Linked DNA regions of Gossypium hirsutum: region 1 is linked to region 2. A link is a contact called in public Hi-C data. All regions are on one chromosome and are shown on one strand. The core of a region is the stretch at or near the end of the contact, and the rest is flanking DNA. Distances in the headings are between cores, read along the strand shown. Region 1 holds the start of LOC107900630 (helicase-like transcription factor CHR28). Region 2 has its middle 54 kb from the start of LOC107900629.

The links. A called contact is a pair of places that touch in the nucleus more often than the background predicts.
Region 1: a contact with region 2 is called in a Hi-C map of leaf, with 2.6 times the contacts expected there. The contact joins the promoter of LOC107900630 here to the enhancer-like site in region 2. A contact is called at or near these places in 9 of 34 Hi-C or Micro-C datasets (callus, leaf, petal and 1 more).

What each region holds. Positions count from the first base shown.
Region 1 is chrD06:43,681,395-43,687,546 of Gossypium_hirsutum_v2.1, forward strand. LOC107900630 (helicase-like transcription factor CHR28) reads left to right here and starts at 2,104. Exons shown (of 13, transcript XM_041095854.1): 1 at 2,104-2,697; 2 at 3,192-3,267; 3 at 3,366-3,692; 4 at 3,820-4,173; 5 at 4,303-4,871; 6 at 5,873-5,944. The coding sequence starts at 2,536.
Region 2 is chrD06:43,585,571-43,591,647 of Gossypium_hirsutum_v2.1, forward strand. No RefSeq gene overlaps it. Among protein-coding and RNA genes, the nearest start is that of LOC107900629, 54 kb to the left of the region's middle. Within about 2 kb of position 1,826, at least 6 of the 9 cell types and tissues checked have an H3K27ac peak or open chromatin away from gene starts, as enhancers often do. A contact at or near this core is called in leaf, where this site is marked.

The sequences.
Region 1 (6,152 bases), core at 854-3,353, 96 kb after region 2:
GTATCTTTGACTCCAAAATGTTAACAATGGGAAATGTTAAGGGAATCTTCGACTAATATTAAAGGATCAAGACTGTCAATGTGCTAGGATAATTGAAAACTTTGTATCCATGGTGAACAGCTTTGAGCTCCACATATAATTGGACTACAATATTACCATGTTGTTAGTTTCAAATAAAATTATCTTAACATCATCATTAAAAGTCACTACAACATACTAAACTTCTCCTTTGGTGGACCCTAGAAATCTATACTTCAACTAGATATTCTCTTTATATTTCTAGCTCAAGTTTTCCTTTGAATCCTCCTTTTCATTTTCTCTAATGCTACATTATCCTTAAATGTCATGTTAATAGGATGAGCCAATTGGAATAGGACGTCTATATCAACCATCACAACCAATCCATTATAATGGACTAGGTTGATAAATCGGTTTCTCGTTTTGCCACTTGAGCCTTTAAAATATTAAATTACTAATATTAGGAACAATACTAGCAATTTCAATAATTTTTAATATCATCCAATAAAGAACTAATTAACTACCATAAAAATAAAAATAATATAGTATATAACATATTCAAAAAATAATAATAACACAAATAACATTAAAACAAAGAAAAAAACACTTACACGATACATCGATATGTATCGAGGTTAAACTAACTAGTTAAGGTCAAGTTCATATTAGTTGAAGTACAAAATTATTGATGAAACCTTTGAAAATACCCATGATATATCCATAAGTGTCGAGGTTAATGTATGGTTATTTTATCATACCCTAAATGGTGGGAATCATATTGCATGATGAATCTCTAGTATAAAAGTAGGACCTTGGCACTTTTAGATGTTGAGTTTTCTTCAAAGATTATCTGCATGGACCTTCAAACCCATTAATGTTAAGGTTGCTTGATCTTGAATAATAGTTAATATTTAATACACTGATAATGTATAATTCTGTGCATCACCGGTTACTAAAATGATGACACATCATCATAAAATTTTAAAGCTAAATTAATTTAACTTCATTTTTAACGATGTATCACCTCTTTATTCAATTGTGATGTATATATTATTCATGTATCAAATATTAATATTAAAAAAACACATTTAAAAATAATAATTGTGAAACATCCTATTTTAAGAAAAAATTGAAAAAAAAAAGAACCCGAATGATATTATATTGGTTTAATGATTATATGTTAACACACATTTAGAACTCCTCTAACTCTCTTACCAACCATGTTTTTTGTTTTTATAAAAAGGTAATTATTTAATATTAATTATTATTAAAAAAGACAAGTTGCTCCAACTTTATTTTGTCTTGTCTTCAAAAAAAAAAATGGAAGAAGTCAACAATGGCTTACTGTTCTGTTTTCACCACAAAAGACCAGCATAAAAACAAAGAATAATAGGAAGCAAGTTACTAAGAATATCGAGGAAAGAAAAAAGCTTATGTTTCCATAGCTTTATCATTTATTTGACTTGCATTAAAAGAAACAATGATTATTGATATTTTAAGATATGATACCTAATGATGCGTTTAACATAATGTTATTGTTTTTAATGTAGCACATCATGTTTTTCACGTAGAGGACAATCCCGTTGTTATGTAAATCTGAAATTGATGAAAAGTAAGAGAAAGAGCGCGATCCCAAGCGACGTAAATTCCCCGACATCCACCCTCGAAATCTCCCCGGTTCTGCCTAGGTAAATTTAATTGGAAATAATTTTATCTTCTTTTTATATTCTACTTTCTAATAAAAAAATATATTTATTTATTTATAATTGTAATAATTGAAGAAGCTCTTTTTACAATGCTTGAATCAAAACTAAATTATAAGACTGAGAAAATCAAATGAAATGGTTTGTTGAGACGATTTATATCTATTTTTGTAATCAGATAAGTCTAACCAAAATCAAATCTAATTGCTCATTGACGGTGTTTTTTTTTTTGGGCATCCATTGTCAGCCTTGTACAAATCACGCGCCAAAAATCAAACCATGCGCGTTTTACTCGCGTGTCTCTTCCACCGACTTCCGCAACTTCGCTCTAAAATCATCCTAAATAAAAAAGTAAAAGGTGTGTACAATACGACGTCGGGTCCGTGACTGACACCCCTCTTATTGTCTTCTCCGCCGCCGTCCTCCGCCCTACCGAAGAAATTGAGACAAATTATTTATTTAAGATAATATATAATATTTTTATATAAATGGGAAATTCTAAAATTCGTCTGCGCAAAAGTCTTTCTACAATAACCAATCCTTATTTAATACCAAAAAGGAGCCACCGCATTCTTTCACGATTCTCTTACATTTGTTTTTTCTTTACAAAAAGTCGCATCTAAGTTTGAGACCGCCAACGCCAACTGTCGAGGAAACTTCTCTCTAATTTCTTCGTTGAAGTGATGCGATTCGTATTGATTGGATCCAATACTTTGTTTCTTTATGTCCGGTAAATCGGCTAGGTTTCACAAGAGCTTTTTTTTTAGGGTTTCCAAAAGCAAGTGAGGGTTCTCGGTTTCTTTCTTCTTGTTTGATGTTGATGATGGGGGAAGATAACCGCAATGATAGCTTCGGTATCTTGTCAAGTGGCGATCTCTCGGCTGATTATAAGTTCGATGATTTCGTTGGGGATGGTATGTGCATCGATCTCGACAGCATCAATCGTATTCTTGAGGAGAACTCTGATCCTCCGCAGGTAGTTACTTTCTTTTGCGGTTTAATTTGGCGCCACTTTTAGGGTGTGGAGTGTGAAGATTTTACTGGAATCCTACTCTTTAATTGTGAAATTTTGAAAGGGAATTTGTTGTATAGATCACGTACTCTCCATTGGAAAGCCTAGGAAATGAGTCAATGGTTGCTTATTTTAGCTGATTTTATGAGAACATAGTTCATAGCTTGTTTGAAATTGAATGAAATTGAACTTACTTTATTTGGAACTATCGCATTCTACTATGATTATTTTGGAATTTATTTAACTCAAGTACTTCCTTGCTTAATTTGCGAATCTGGAATCCAAATTCATCTCATAAATTGTAATTGACTTTGCGTACTTTCACTCTTAAACTCGAGGTTATAGATTGTGGAACTGATATTTCATGGCTTTTTGTTAGCCCTTGTTTCTCGGTAGAAGTTCAATCTTGTTTTCTATTCTTTTCCTAGATAGGTTATTCTTTCTTTGTTAAATTGCAGATTAATCCAGAAGATCCATCGCTTAGAAATATGTCTCAAGGGGACTCAGATCTTGAATCCATCCAGTTTCAAAGTGGTAAAATTTCTTTGCACAAGCATTTTTCTAAGTTTCTGTTTTTTATATATATAATGAAAATTTGATGATATTTCCTTGCTCGGGGTTTACTTTTGCAGATTGTTTAAGAAATAATTCCGATGATTCAGATGCTAGGGCAGGGTCTACCGGTGGCTCCTTTTATTATCATGGGAATTTAGAACTCTCTGCACATGATTGTTCACCGGTTCAAACATCCTCTGCAAGTTTTAAAGAGTGGTCTGCAATTTGTCAAGGGACATCCTACAGAGAGAGAGTTGAGATTCCCAGCTGTAGTACAGCATCTAGTTTTTCTGAGATAGATGGCAACCATGCGTTAGATCATGGAGATAATTTAAGATTTGAACTTGTGGATGATAAAACTAGTTCATTGTTCATGAATACTAAAGAGGAGTTTGGCTACAAAAGTACGTTACCCACTTGCTACTTCAATCTAAACATTGTCATTAGTTGTGCATTTTGAAATTTTTGCTTCCTATTGCTGTGCCCGAGTTTTTTAGTGGAAATGCTGACTCTTGTTTTCTGAATATTCAGATGCTTTGCACAGCCCTGTTGATGAGAATACAAACTTAATATTTGATCAGTATGATCCCTGTTCAGTTATAAGTTGTTACATGAATGGAGATGATGCATATTTTGCTGATTCCTCAATGCAACACTCGCCTGGTTCCCTAAATTTTACGTTTGAAGAAAGTAAGGAGGGTGAAGTTGTGGAATTTCCCACTGAGAGTGCATGCTCCAGTAGTAGGATAATATTCAATTCTCAGGGTGAGATTGATTTCTCTGATGTAAAGAAACTTCATTTTGAAGGTGAAGGGAATGGACATGTTTTACCAGCCTATGGAAAATTTTCATACACTGCCAATGATGGACTCTTTGATGACAAAGGTTCGCTGCAGCCATTCACTCATTCTAAACCTTGCATTTTAAATAACAAACAAGCAGTTTATGGAAAGAATGAAGATAACGAACTGATCACATCTGGCAATATTTTCTCCCATTCTGCTGAATCTTTAGATGAAGCTAGCTGGAGAAAGTCTACTAACAGGGTTGCTGAGTCATTATCTCTTGACGAAGCCTCAAAGCAGTCATCTGATATTTATCCTTCTGTATCAAATCAGGATTTTATGGTTAATGGCAAGGATGCTCATTATTACAATCATGACATTAATCTAAATGTTAGTAGTCAATCTTTCTTCAGTGAGGGACATTTAAATTTAACTTCCCCAGAGAACTATTTTTCCAGTGCATACCCAATTAGTTCAACCAAGATGCAGTTAAGTTGTTTTCAGGATGAAAGAGAGAATAAGTTTATTCCTTCAAGGAGTATGGGTCTTTCAAAAGTCAGTCCTGAATCTATTCATAGCAATTCATCAGATTGCAGATCCCATGTTGATGATGACCCTGATATATGCATTCTTGAAGACATTAGTCAACCTGCCTGGTCAAACCAATCTCTGGTGCTTGTGAAGAAGACTTCAAGTTTGCCGAATACTACATCTAGTACTCAGCTTCATAACCCAGGAATAGGGGGTATCAGGCTCAAGGGAAACGATGAACAGTTAATTTTTCGTGTTGCATTGCAGGTTAGTGCTACTTGTTTGAGATTGCACTGTTTCTTGCTTTTATGGATTGGTGAATCAAAAGAATTTGGTTAAATTTCTGGGGATTTCGACCATTACAGTGCTCTTTGCATAACTGGCTAAGAAGAAACTGTCCTTGGCTTATTTTGTGTTATATCTTTATTTAGTTATGTGTTATCTTTTACCTGAAGAAAAATTGTCATCTTTTAGGCAGTGGTTGAATGAAATAGTGCCCCTAATGTTTTACTGGTCTCTTCGAAAGAATTCTACTTCCTAAACATGCGAACTTATTGTCTCTGACTGCTAAAAATGTTAATTATTATCTGTTATATAGTGGCTAAATATAATAGGGTCTTAATGATATGCCAGTCAGTTTGATGGAACCATGATTTGATAAATACTTCCAAAACTTCAAAATGTTCTCTTTGATATCTTCTTTCTGGTGTTTTGGCCTAAAGGAAAAATAATGCTTTGGAAGAGAGTGAACTGAAAGGCTTGATAAAAGATGATTGTGGTTCTTTCCATTATCAAACCTGTTTAATGAGGGTGTGATCAAGAGAGAAGTATTTTCTTTAGAAGGATTTGTTTTAAAGAGATTATTCTTAAGACTTTCCTCTTTTTGGTTTCTGCCACACTACTGTTTTGCTTGCTATTATTTCAAAGGGACTTGCCTTTGGCCTGAGGAGCTTTTGAATGAAGTACTGCTGCGTAAACTGTTATAATATGTAATGAAAAAATTTGACAAACAAAACTAGTTTAGAGTATCTCAAAATACTTCTTGGGTTAATTCATCTCTGCATAAAATTGGATTTTGCAGTGTAGATTTCCAGATGAAAATGGTTTGCAGGATAGATGTTTAGGCTACTTTAATGCTTCTGTGTGAGTAAAGCATTGATGTTGCCTTGTTTCTGATCTATATTTGTGGCCGCTTTGATCAGAATCAATGTTATATGTAATGTTTATGGCTTTATGTTTACCTAATTAATAAAATTGGTGCCTCACAGGGCCTTTCTCAGCCAAAATCTGAAGCTAGTCCTCCGGATGGTGTTTTGGCAGTACCTCTTCTACGCCATCAGGTCTGAATTGTTCCACATCATATGTTTTCTTTATTATTTACTTTGTGAATGTTGAGCTTCTGTGAAGTTTTGAACTTCAGAGTTGGGAATTGGTATTTGCATAAGGTGAAAATGGCTCCAGTTGAAGATTTCATTTTAAAAGGACATTTAAATATGGTTTTTGAATTTGAATGCCTACAGTGGGCATGACTTGTTTGCTGGAAAGAAT
Region 2 (6,077 bases), core at 576-3,075:
TAAGAAGCACGTATAATTGGACTCGATACAGTAGAGGCCCCAAACCCCTTATAATATGTATGAGGGGCGACAACCCTAGTACACTAGGGTGGTCGTCCCTCTCTTCTAATTCAACTAGAAGATTGATTTTTCTATTAAATAAGTATTGTTTGTGTTCTCCTAATTCAACTAGAAGATTGATTTTTCTATTAAATAAGTATTATTTGTATTCTTCTAATTCAACTAGGGTTCCTCTATCTCTCCTTATAAATAGATGGCACTAGTAGGGTTAAAAACATAAGTTTTATACACAACTTTGAGATATTGTTATTCTACCCGAAAATAGTGAGAATTTATTTTCTAAGTATAAATTCTATTTTCCAGGAATAATAATTCTAGTAGTTTCTATAAGAGAGAGAGAGAGAGAGAGAGAGAGATTTACTTTCCTACTGAAAGTAAGAAAATTAATTTTGATTTTGCATTTGATTCGTAATTGTTCGAGCCCACACTCGAAGCTATTAATGGTACAAGAATAATAGAGAAGGTCGTTCGGTTGAAAGCCAAGAATGTCAAATTTTTATTTTTCTGTTGTGCAAGAAAATCATTTTTGAGTTGAATTCTTTTCCCAACATCACTATCTACAGTGAATATATTTTTCTCGCAAAGAACAAAAGATGACTTACAAATTAAATTAATTTCTTCGAATTGTTATTTGTTTGATTGTAAATAAATAATTGAAGTTCAAAGTGAGAATTGAATTAACTCACCATCGTACTTTTATTGAATGGAAAAATTAAATATATTTCATTATAGATTCTAATACATTAAAGTTACATGACTTTAACGAAATTAGAATTGGATTAAGAAAATAATTTAAATAGATAAATTTATTTATTTAATTGATTAAATAAATAATATTTGAGAAATAGGAAAATAATTATTTAGTTGGTTAAATTCTATGTGTTGGTTAAAAGTCCAAATAACACATATAATTGTACTTAGTACATGAGAGGGGCCGAACGTGCCCATCCCAAATTAGAGGGGTGACAAACCCTAGTGCTTATTAGTGTGTGTTGCTTCCCCTTAGTATTCCATATAAGCGAATATTATATTTTTATTAAATTATAATTATTTAATTACTCATTATTTAAGTAAAACTATTGTAGCTTTTTTCCTATAAATAAGAATTATGAGAGGGCACACATCAATTGAGCATCGTTACTTTATCAGAAAATAGTGGCAATTTATTTACATAATAAATTTTATTTTCACTAAGTTCAAGAGTTTTCCAATTTTATTAGAGAAATTAACTTCCTCTATGAAAGTTAATCAAGGTTTTCATTCTGTGCAATCAATTCGTGTTGTTTGAGCGCATACTCAAAACTAGCTAGGGTTCAAGGATAGCAAAGAAAATCATTTAATAAAAAGTCAGTAAACGACTTAAAAGACCTCGCTAAAAACGCATGTAATAATTCAATTTAAAGTTTATAACTTTTTAAATATCATAAAGTTCAATTTTCTTAGTAAACTTTTGCTATGTTCATATTTTGTTAAACTTTTTTTTGGGTAAGCTTTAGCTTTGTTCTTTTCTTACCGTGAAAAGGTTTTTTATGGCAATGACTAGTCAATTAAGCTATGCCATGGACAACTGTTACAGCTTTCTTAGTCATGCTAGTTCTGTTTGGGTTGGCTAAAGTTCATCCCGCTAATTTGGAGCTACTATTTTTTTTTTAAATGTTCTTTATGACAAATTTGGAGGGGCTTGAAAGCACGAGGTCTTGGTGTACGACCCGTGACTTTAGTTTATGTTTTTGGACTAAAAGCTAGGGCCCATAATCATTATTGTCTTCTAGGGCTCGATCTGGTAAGTTTGGTTTCATGACTCCACCCTCTACAACGCCATCTTCCATTGACGTGGACCTTGGTTGGCTTGAGCCTTAGTTGCTTCTGGGAGCTTTATCTTTTGATATGAGTCTTTCCTATGCCCCATTTTGCCATAGCTGAAGCACAAGCTTTGGATTCCTTTATATACCACACATTATTTCTGACCCTCCACATTAACAAATCTAACCAGAGGGTCATCAAGGTTCATTTGCACACAAACCTTAGCAAAACGACTTCTTTTCTCCAAGCTAGCGGCATTATCAATCTTGAGAAGTCTACCAATCTTCTAGTGAGGATTGTTGGGTCGTAATATTCAATGGTAAGTTCTGGAAGTCTTTCCCAGGGAAGTTTGATTGTCAAAAACTTTCTGTTTATGAACCAAGGCCATTTTTTTTATTACATTATCATAATCTTGGCCGCACATAAACTTGACGAAGTAGAAACCATACCCCAAGTCTATGAGTTCCATCATACCCAAGGGTTTCCATAGTTGATTTATCTTGAGGCTCAAATCCTCAAAACCTATGCTTTTTCCAAAAACTAATAATGAGAGTTTTGGACCATTTCTTCCTAATGTTTGCTATCTTTTCCTTTGTTAGACTAACGGCTATTGTCGAGCTGTATTCATGGTGGTGTTCATGGTTTTCATTTTCATACTCTGAAGCCATATTTGTGTCCCCTTCTTCCGAGTCTTCAAAGACTTATCCGTAAAAGCTATTATTCTCCCTCGTGAGAGTGTCCATGTAGGAGATAACTTGCCTAGTAGTGGGTCATGAGAATATTTGCAAAGCATAAATGACCTATATGTGATGCATTTCATCAAAAGGAAGTAATAATATAAAAAATGGTTTTTTTTTCTCTAAAACAAGATATTAAAACATTCATTTTTTTTATCCACTCAAAATTTTTTTGGTTTTTTTATTCGTTATAGTGTTTATATTTAAAGATTATGACTACCATTCTTAATAATATTACTTTCAAGTAAATTGATATTTTCTATTCAAGTGTACAATATGATTTATCATTACACTAATACTTGTAAAAGATTTTACTCAAGTTTTAAAAAAAAATATTATTGTTGAGAGAAGATTAGTCTCCGACCCTCAACAAAAAATATTATCCCACTTGAGGGGTTTTATTTCTTTTAAATAATATTTTAATTAATATAGATACGAGTTACAAATTTTATAAAAGATAAGAATATCAACTAAAACTACCTACTTAGTAGCACATGACTAAGCCAAATTATCACATTCAGTACCAAATGCCACGTGGTAAAAATATAGTCGGTACCTAAAACAATAATTTAGAAAATCCTACTCGGAAAAGGGTAGCAATGAAGGATAAATTTTGCCAAAGCAAAAATGAAAAACCTTAATCACTCAAGCCATTTCTCATAATAAATCCGACATATCATGTGCCTTGTGTCGGCCTTTTACGGGGCCATTTATTTCAGTTTTTCTACAAGGGGTGGGTCAAAGTCAAACATGGTTAACAGGTACCTCACGTGTGACAGGTGTCCAGGTGTAGAAATTCAGCTTGGTTTGCTTTCGTGAAATGAAAGGATGTGCTTTTTGCATGACTACTTTCTTCTCTTCTTTTGGTCATTACACACTGTTTTAAACTTGAGGGGTTCGGCTCTCCTGTTTTTCAAGTTTCATGCGATGCTTAGAGGTGTAGATGGATCACATAGGTTGGGTTTAACTAAAAATTGGCATTACAAATTAGAAAAGCGATGCATAAAATTTGATTAGAAATAAAGATGCAATGAGATGAACTGCAGTAAAGAGCTGGATCCAATTTGAAGCTCTTTCTATTGTTGTCATTGGAACTAGTGTTAGAGTAAGTTCAGTCAATGCTTTTCTTCTTAGTAAAACATTATTACATGTTAAGGTAATTTATCTTACTCACATCACAGTTGATATATTGCCTAAATTATATTTTCTTTTGAATTAATATGCATCCTTTTGGATTCTATATTATTAAATGATTATATCCAATATTACTACAACATAACATAAAATATCAAGTTTATATATTATCCAAAAAATAATAATAAGGATTCATTCTTCTATTTTATTTTTATAGGTTTTGAATTTGAATTAAATAATTCTTAGATTTGGGTTGGTTTTATTATTAAAATTTGAGATAATATTTGATATATTGTTAATGGAATTTCTAGACTTCACAAATAAGGTTAAAGAGTTAATAAGTGTCTAATAGAGGTATAGAAAAATATATATTTTTTTAAAAGACATGTGGCCAATTTTTTAAAATTGCTTGTGCAATAAATGTACAAAATACCAACCCTTAAAATTTTGTAACTACAAATATGTTTTTACAAATATTTAGATATTTAGATTTTTGTTCAAACTCATTTTTCATTTTTATTTATTTGTCCAAATTCTTATATTTCCCACAAATAACTCGGTCCTTGATGTTCATATTTTAAACTTTTATTATTCCAACCAAGATGGATGACTGAATTTCATACTTATTTTAATTCAACTTTTAAAGTATTATTCTCAACTTAATTATTAATGGATGTTGAAATACTAACTTAGATTTCACACAAAATATATTTAAAATATGTGATTATTATATAAATAATTTGGATTTTTTCGTTAAACAAAGATGTAGTTATTTTAAAATATAGTTAGACTATATTTTTTTGATTAAAGTATATATCCTTAGTAAAAATATTAGAAAAATAATTAAACCCTTACAAAAAAATATATTCAATTAAGCTCTCAATTATCTAAACAAAATTAATTGATCCATTCATTTTTAACCGATTTGATCATTAACGAAAATTAATAAAAATATACATTCATAAAGAATCTAAACAAATAAATGTTCAAAATTATCTAAATGTGGATATCCATTTATCTAAATTCATTCTAAATAAGTATAAAGTTGTAAAAGGTTATAAAAATTATAAAAATATATATTAGAAATTATTAAAAATTAGGGTAAATGCAAAAGGATAAAAGGCAAAAATCATAAAAAAAAAATTCACCATATTTTAGCCGATATATATCATCACCTCTCGTTTTAACTTACAGCTGAAGGAGTCATGTTCATTCATATATATATATATATGATTTTTTTAATAAATAATAATTTTTAAAATAATTTTTACAATTTTTCACTCATTAAAAATGAACTTAGACAAAAGGATATCGAGATTCAAATAAACATTGATATTCATTAGATTTTTTTTATATTTTTTATTATCTTTTTAGAATGTTAGAATTTTTTATATATATTTTTATTTTTTTGCTAATGTGGTGTGCCATTTAAATTGGACAAACCAGTCGACGATTGTTAACGGTCAAATTGGTCAATGACGGTTTATGTTAACAAAAGAGACCAATTAATTTTTTTGAGATCATTAGGGAATTAATTGGATGCACGTTTTTCATAAGTATTTAATTGATTTTCTAATTTTTTTAGTAAGAGTTTTTTTAACCTTTTAGCTTTTTTTTTTCTAAAAGAAATGTTCAACTTAGCTTCTTCATACGATAGGTATATCAGGTTTAACGTTTGATTAAGTGTTTAAAATATGCTCCATATTAGATTGGAGCTAGCATTAAATGCCCAAGTTGATAGCTAGACTGACGGAATGGCCTAATTAATTTAATATTAATACTTTGATGACTCAATTGGAATATTATAAATTTTGGAGACTAATTTAAAATTTTGACTATAGTTTAGAGATATATGGTGCAATCCAAATTTCTCAAAAATTAACATTAGAGTTCTAATTGGTCATGCATTTTCTAATCTAATTTTTTGTTCACCATATTGTGTGCATACTTCTCTTTAGACAGGAAAATAAGTTAACTCCCTTTACCATGCTCATTTCGAATTCAGATTGCATAATTTTCACAAACTCTTCTTTACCTTTTTGAGAGGTTAGGCCAAAGATGATATCATTTACCTAAATTTATGCCGCACTAATAGTATCTTTCTCCTTCTAAATAAATAAGGTCTTATCAACATTCCCCTTTTGGTAACCTCGTTGAAATAGAAACCTGAAAGTCTTTCATTCCATTCCCTGTGTAACATCCCTAATCCATCTTTGTCGACGAATTAGGGTTACAGAGTATTACCGAACAAACAAAAACATTTAAACTTAATACCATTCAATAATGTAAGCATATCATAAAGCAATCATATACATACATATTATCTTTAAGTCGACTCCTCGA